Linked DNA regions of Mus musculus: region 1 is linked to region 2. A link is a contact called in public capture Hi-C data. All regions are on one chromosome and are shown on one strand. Each heading gives the region's core, a stretch centred on a gene start, on an enhancer-like site or on the middle of the called end of the contact. The rest is flanking DNA. Distances are from core to core; before and after follow the strand shown.

Region 1 (3,323 bases), core at 35-2,534, 340 kb before region 2:
CTTGCTTACAGTTTCAGAAGGCCCATTATCACGTGGGCCCCATTGGCTTATAACCATATCATAGTGTAAAAAATGCATTCAGTTCAACTTCCGAAGTCCCCATAGTCTTTCACCATCTCTTGACAAGTCTTCATAGACTGCTTACAAGTCCAGAATTTCTTCTGAGACTCGTGGCAGTCTCTTAACTGTAACCCCTCATAAAATCAAGATGAAAAGGCAGATCACATACTTCCAGTATTGAGTGGCACAGGATATGCACTACTGTTCCAGAAGGGAGGAAGAGGAGCACTGTGAGGAGATGCTGGACTAAAACATGACCAAAAAGCAGCTGGGCAAACTCAAATTATTCATCTGCATGTCAGATGTCAAAGCACTCTTCAGATCTCCAGTTCCTTTCAGCTTTGTTGATTGCAAACTCTCCCTCCCCCCTCCTTTCCCCCCCCTCCCCCCCATGATTCCAGGTGTGGACCCTGTTAGCAGTTTTCCTCTGCAGGTATCACCTGACTCTGACATCTCCAATATCTGGGGTCTCCAACACATTCCATGCTTCACCTCCACAGCCTCATGCAGTGGCCTCTCTGGGCCATCATCCAGGGACACTCCTCACAGATGTCCGGCCTCAATGGCTTTTCTTAACTGAGGAGGAAGATTCCACAACCCCATCTTGTATCCTTGAGTCTAAAGCCAGATCCAGCTTTAGACTCAAAAGTGGTGGTTGAAGCTGCCAAGTGTTGCTAGCTGGGGCTGGTAATTGATTCCCTAATTCAAATGCATTTGTATCAGCTTTCTGTTGATGGTTTCCTTCAGTGCTAAAGCTTTTCTTTAATTTCTTTTCCCAGGTTGGAAGCTTAGCTGGGTGGGCTCTTGTCCTGAGGCCACCACTCCCTTTATTCCGTTTAGCATCTGGTTTTTCTTTAAACCTTTTATCTCTTGAGCATTGGACTTCACTCCTTTACACTTCCTGCTGCTCTCTTTTGTCCTCTGCTTAAGGGGGACCACTGATCACCACCCACAGTCAATAGTAATTTTGCTGATAATCCAAAACTCCCCAATTTCATCTCAGGCAGACTTTTTTGGACAAGAGAAGAAAATAGACCCATTCTTAACCAACATATCACAAGAGCATTCTTTAGGCCACTTAATACTCTCCTCCTCTGAAACCTCTTGAGCCCTGCTGTCATAGTCTACATTTCTCTCAACTGTCTTCCACATTCCTGCTACGATGGCCCATTAAGCCCTGCTTAAAGTGTCCAACCAATTTTCGTCTTCTAAGTCCCAGAGTCTTCCATATTCTTCCAACTAAGGTTACACCTATCACAGCAATGCCCCACTCCCTGGTTCTATAGCTGTGAAAAGACACCATGACCAAGACAATTCTTTCTTTCTTTCTTTCTTTCTTTTTTTTTAAGTGTTTACTTGCTGGTTAGTTCATTATCATGGAGAGAATGGCAGCATGTAAGCAGGTATGGTGCTGGAGAATCAGCTGAGAGTTCTACACCCTGATCCATACGCAGAGAGAGTCAAACATGCTGTACTTGGCACGGGCTTTGAAACCTCAGAACCCATCCCCACTGACACCCTTCCTCTAACAAGGCCGCAGCTCTTAATTCTAATCCTTTCAAATAGTGAGCATTCAAGTTTATGAGTCTATAGGGGGCATTCTTGTTCAAACACCACAGGGAGCATAGTAGCATATATACAGGCATGGCCTGGAGCTGAGAACTTTACATCCTGATTCACAGGCAGCAGGGAGAGAAAGCCTGGACCTTGAATGGGATTTTTGAAACCTCAAAATTGCTCGCCCCACCCTCACTCCATAACACACTTCCTCCAACAAGGCCATGCCTCCTAGTCCTTCTAATCCTTTCAAACAGATCCACCCACTGGTGGTTAGGCATTGAACTATATGAGCCTATAGGGGCCAGACTTACTTAAACCACAACACTTAACTTTGCTATTCACCACAGTTCTCTTATATTTGAACCCTATTTACTTACTTACTTACTTTATTTGGGGGTTTGGTTGGTTGGTTGGTTTTGGTTTTTTGAGACAGGGTCTCCCTATGTAGCCATGACTGGGCCTAGGACTTGCTAGCCTCAAACTCATGGAGATCCTCCTGTCTCTGCCTCACACGCATTGGGACTAAGGGCAATCACCACCATGCTCAACAATTTAATTTCAGTGCTCTTTTTCTTACTCTCAAAAAAGAGGATAGAGATAGGGGTATTTGTCCATCTAGGTTTAATTGAAAAGATCTCAAAAGGGGTACAATTTCAAACATGTAGGATATTAGGATAATAAATGATTCATGGGCCTCTTAGTTCTTTGTAATATCACACCATACACCAGCCTGTGCTAGGCTCCTTGCCCTCCATCCTGGCAGTGGGAAAATGAATGGCATGAGCTTGCACACATACTTGGCTGCTTCCTTATTTAGCACATGGTTTACTTTGAAATAGACTCAAAAATGTACCATTATTAGTAAAGCTTGTTAAGTACCAGGGATATAGCTCAGATGGAGGGTATAGTTGATCCATTACATGTTTATGGTGGAGAAAACCTAAAAGAAAATACCCTATCATCAACTCCTGGAATCCCAGTCAAGGTTTTCATCATGATTTTGGACCTTTATATTTGTTGAATGAATTGGTAGATAAGCATTTTGACACTTTTCTGTTGGATAGCTCTTAACAGTTATCCCCTTGGGTGTTTAACCAGCACAGGATGGCAAGTCTGCTTTCTTGGAAGTTTGAGTTCTAGGCTATATCCCTGTGCCCGAGTCCCTTGTCAGGAGAGTGTGAGGAAGTGCCTTTTCCGTTTGCTTTTGCTTAGCCCGGAGTTCAGTTAGCTAGCCTGCTAGGAAGATACCAGAAGAATTAAGTTTCTCAATTGGTTTCTAAGTGGGTTTCAGACAAAGGGAACTTTGAAAAAAATGGAGTCAGATGTACATTACTTCCATAATAACTGGACATCTCAGCATTTGCGGAGAACCAGGTTCTGCTTATTCATTCTCCATTTCTGTGTGTGTTAACCCTTTTCTATCTCCTCCTCCTCCAAGAGGAAATCCTGAGCAGCCTGTTCAGCTAGAAAATCAATGGCTGACAGACTAGTTACCAGACAAGGCTTTGTAAACAGAATCTGTCACAGCAGAAAAATGGAAAGCTCGGGACCTTAGTGAGCCATGCGCACAGAACTAAAATGCTCCGAGCCTTATGGAACCTGCTGGCCATCCTTCCTTTGAGGGCATCTGGGTTTCTTCTCCTGGTGTCAGGAATGTCAAGTAGTACTATAGACACTCACACCTTCTGAGTCACTTTTGCTCA
Region 2 (3,657 bases), core at 642-3,141:
CATCACAGAGGGAACTCTACCCCCGGGGGCCCCAGACTGGTGCCTGTGACCAGGGACCATAGGGAGGCCTGGCTCCGTCTCTCTCACCTGCCAACCTGCAGGCAAATGTTCCTGGCCCCACAGGTGATGACTCCGAGGGTCGAGCTGGTGGTGGCTCCAGCAGGTGTGACATTGAAAGAAGCAAATGAGATCTTGCAGCGCAGCAAGAAAGGTACCAGGGAGTACACACCCCAGCTTCCTGTACAGCAGAATTTCCATTATTCCTCAGCCTCTTGTGTTGGCCCAATAATGTCTTGGAGGAAACGTGAATAACCCTAGGCAGTCTGGAGCAGGTTTCCCGATACTCCGCTACCTGCTTACAGAAGCCCCAGTCCTAATTCAGTGTCTTCCCAATGTTTTTCCAATCTAGTCCTGAGAGGTGCTTGTCATAGTAAAAGAGCTTTCCGGTCTTAGAAGTCTGGGAAAGGACTGAGGAAGGGGGAAGGAAGTTCCAGGACAGCCAAAACTTCATTGGGGGGGGGGGGGCGGGGAACGACACCCTGTGTCAAAAACCAAAAGAAAGAAAAAAATTACCCATTGACTTCTCAGAGTCTTTGAAAAGTCCCGCAGTTAAATATATCCGATAGAGCGGCTGTTTGTATGACGTACATTAAGTTCCTGTGGGCTGTTGCTTCCCAGGTCCCCGGTGGAGAGTTCTTGGCATTTGCTTTGGGCAGAGAGGATCCATGTTCCTCCCTCAGGGCAGTCTCACATTAAGACCTTGTCTGGGTACTTTGTACAGTGACGTGCTCCAGCAAGTGAAAAGTTGCCAGGGTTCAGGGGCTGCCTGTCCCACCAAACCCGCATGGGCAGGAAGAGCCTTAGGAACGCTTGGGAAGGTTCTTTGCTTCCTGATCTCTGGGAAGAGGTCCAGGTCCTGGGTGGGTGCTGTCACCTAGTGGCTAGCTTAGGTACTTCAGGGGTCTCTCGTTCCATTTCCTTCCGGTTCTTCTACCCACTACCCTGCTTCTCTCTCCTCCTGGTCAGGGAAGCTGCCCATAGTCAACGATCAAGATGAGCTGGTAGCCATCATTGCGCGCACAGACCTGAAGAAGAACAGAGACTACCCTCTGGCCTCCAAGGACTCCCACAAACAGCTGTTGTGTGGGGCAGCTGTGGGCACCCGTGAGGATGACAAATACCGCCTGGACCTGCTCACTCAGGCCGGTGCTGACGTCATAGTACTAGTAAGGAGGTGACATAGTACTAGTAAGGAGGTGGCGGGTTCCCTGCATCAGGCTTGTGAGGCTCATTCACCTCCATTAAGCCTTTGCTCCCTCCCCACTTTGCTCTCTTTCGGCTTCTCTGGTATCAGAACTAGGCTAATTGTAGAGCCCAGAACAAACCATGGCCCTCCCTCCAAGGCTTTCTCCTCACATACAAGCTCATTTACCCTGATAATTATAACTCACACTCACTGAGAGGCCCCATTTGCCCGGCACTGAGCTCAGCTTTATACATGCTCACTTGTTTCACTCAGTGTTTAACTTAGTTAGCAGCAGCTCTCTGAGTGCTGGTCCCTAATTCCCGTGAGGGGACTTGGCTGTTTAGCTTGAGCCTTTTTGTCCCTGCTAACAGGATTCATCCCAGGGGAACTCAGTGTATCAGATCGCCATGGTGCACTATATCAAGCAGAAGTACCCCCACCTCCAAGTGATTGGGGGAAATGGTGAGTGTGGAGTGGCCCCCCTCAGCCCCCCAGAACTCCTAAGTGATGTCATTCTTCCAGGCATAGGGGATAAAGGGTAGGATGGGCTTTGGTGAGCATTTAGGTTGGGGGAGATATACTAAGATCCCAGGACATTCCTGGGCAGGGTGGGGACACTATCCTCACATTCCTCTGTCTGCTTCCTCCATCCCCAGTGGTGACAGCAGCCCAGGCCAAGAACTTGATTGATGCTGGTGTGGACGGGCTTCGTGTGGGCATGGGCTGTGGTTCCATCTGCATCACCCAGGAAGGTGGGTATCCGCAGGAGGAGGAGGAGGAGGAGGAAGGGCTGCCATTTAGAACCACTCTGGCCTCTTCTTCTATAGATACATGAGTATCTGCCCCACTAGGTGATTCTCGGGAGCAGGATTCTGGTCTGTGCTTTACCCTGTCTTGGCATAGTTGTGGGAAGAGGCAGGTATAGGCAGATGAGGACATGTGGCTTTTGGGAGTGGACCAACCTGCTTTTTGGACTGGTTGTGGGGACGCTGTTGGTATCACCCTCTAAGGTTGGTGTGACACTTTCTATAGTGTGTGTGTGTGTGTTGGAAGATAGCTGAGGGTTTGGATCCCATTTGTGACCAGATCATGCCAGTGGTGTGAAGGATACAAGTCTCTGAACATCCAGGGATTCCATAGACCCACATTGCCACGTGTAACAGAGCAGAATCCACCTCACCCCACAGCCCCCAGGTGAGGTTGAGAGCAAAGCCGTATTCCAAAGGAGGCCATCGGAACCCAGCTCTGGTATTAGCTGCTAATTCAAAGGACATCTTTACAGGAAGCCAGGCCTCCACAGCAGCTGGTGCTAGAGACCACCAGTCTTGAGGTCATGTGTCTGATGGCTCGCATTGATCCCCTGATCCATATCCTTTATGGTCCTGCTAGTTAGTGGTGGGTGACCTAGGAACCGAAAATGGCTTTCTCCCGCCTTAGGCCTCAGAAACACCATCTCTTACCATCCTTTCTCCATTGGCGGGGATAGATACAAGGAGACCACTGATCCATCTCTGTCCCTTACATTCCCCTTTCCCCAGTGATGGCCTGTGGCCGACCCCAGGGGACTGCTGTCTACAAGGTGGCCGAGTACGCCCGACGTTTTGGGGTGCCGGTAATAGCGGATGGTGGCATCCAGACCGTGGGCCATGTGGTCAAAGCCCTGGCACTTGGAGCCTCTACAGGTGAGGGGAACACTTGGTATTGAGGACTAGAAGCCGCCAGAGGGGCAGTCAGACTCCTGTGTGGAGGAGGAGGCATTTAGCCCTCAACCTTGATCTCTGCAGTAATGATGGGCTCCCTGCTGGCTGCCACCACGGAGGCGCCTGGTGAATACTTCTTCTCAGATGGGGTGAGGCTGAAGAAGTACCGGGGCATGGGTTCTCTGGACGCCATGGAGAAGAGCAGCAGCAGCCAGAAAAGATACTTCAGGTTTGTCTTCATGTTCTTGAACTCCCCCATGGCCTTGACTTTAGACGGATACCTGAGACCGCATTCCCAAGTTGTGGAGACTCACAGACATGCAAAGTGGCAGATGTAGCCCGACCTGACCAGAGACTCGGATATTGTTTCTCTTGTAGCCTAGTATGTGGCTACAAGAGAAACAATGTATGAGGCTGCTGTGGGGATCCTCTGGGCGGTATTCTATCTGTACCTTGGAGAGGCCGGGTGGGGTCCTCTGAGCCTCTGACTGCTCAGCTCAGCCTCCCCACCTTCCATGCAGTGAGGGGGATAAGGTGAAGATCGCACAAGGTGTCTCCGGTTCCATCCAGGATAAAGGCTCCATTCAGAAGTTTGTGCCCTACCTCATAGCAGGGATCCAGCATGGCTGCCAGGATATTGGGGCCCAAAGCCTATCTGTCCTGCGGTGAGTGTTGCAACTTGAGGGGGCAGCAGAGGGTCCTGGGAGGTTT

What was found. Capture Hi-C pulls out chosen DNA fragments and counts their contacts.
Region 1: a capture Hi-C map of embryonic stem cells shows a contact between it and region 2, with 2.3 times the contacts expected there. The contact joins two enhancer-like sites. A contact is called at or near these places in 1 of 484 Hi-C or Micro-C datasets (cortical neurons), 1 of 115 datasets of contacts at active chromatin or transcription factors (neural tube) and 2 of 9 other capture datasets (embryonic stem cells and pancreatic islet).

Annotation. Positions count from the first base shown.
Region 1 is chr6:29,543,717-29,547,039 of GRCm38.p6, reverse strand. All of the region lies in intron 21 of Tnpo3 (transportin 3), which reads left to right. Among named protein-coding and RNA genes, the nearest start is that of Irf5, 19 kb to the right of the region's middle. Within about 2 kb of position 1,284, at least 3 of the 459 cell types and tissues checked have an H3K27ac peak or open chromatin away from gene starts, as enhancers often do. A contact at or near this core is called in embryonic stem cells, where this site is marked.
Region 2 is chr6:29,202,620-29,206,276 of GRCm38.p6, reverse strand. It overlaps Impdh1 (inosine monophosphate dehydrogenase 1), which reads left to right. Exons shown (of 15, transcript NM_001302933.1): 7 at 124-211; 8 at 1,027-1,226; 9 at 1,618-1,708; 10 at 1,903-1,998; 11 at 2,785-2,928; 12 at 3,031-3,175; 13 at 3,468-3,611. Among named protein-coding and RNA genes, the nearest start is that of Impdh1, 12 kb to the left of the region's middle. Within about 2 kb of position 1,891, at least 42 of the 459 cell types and tissues checked have an H3K27ac peak or open chromatin away from gene starts, as enhancers often do. A contact at or near this core is called in embryonic stem cells, where this site is marked.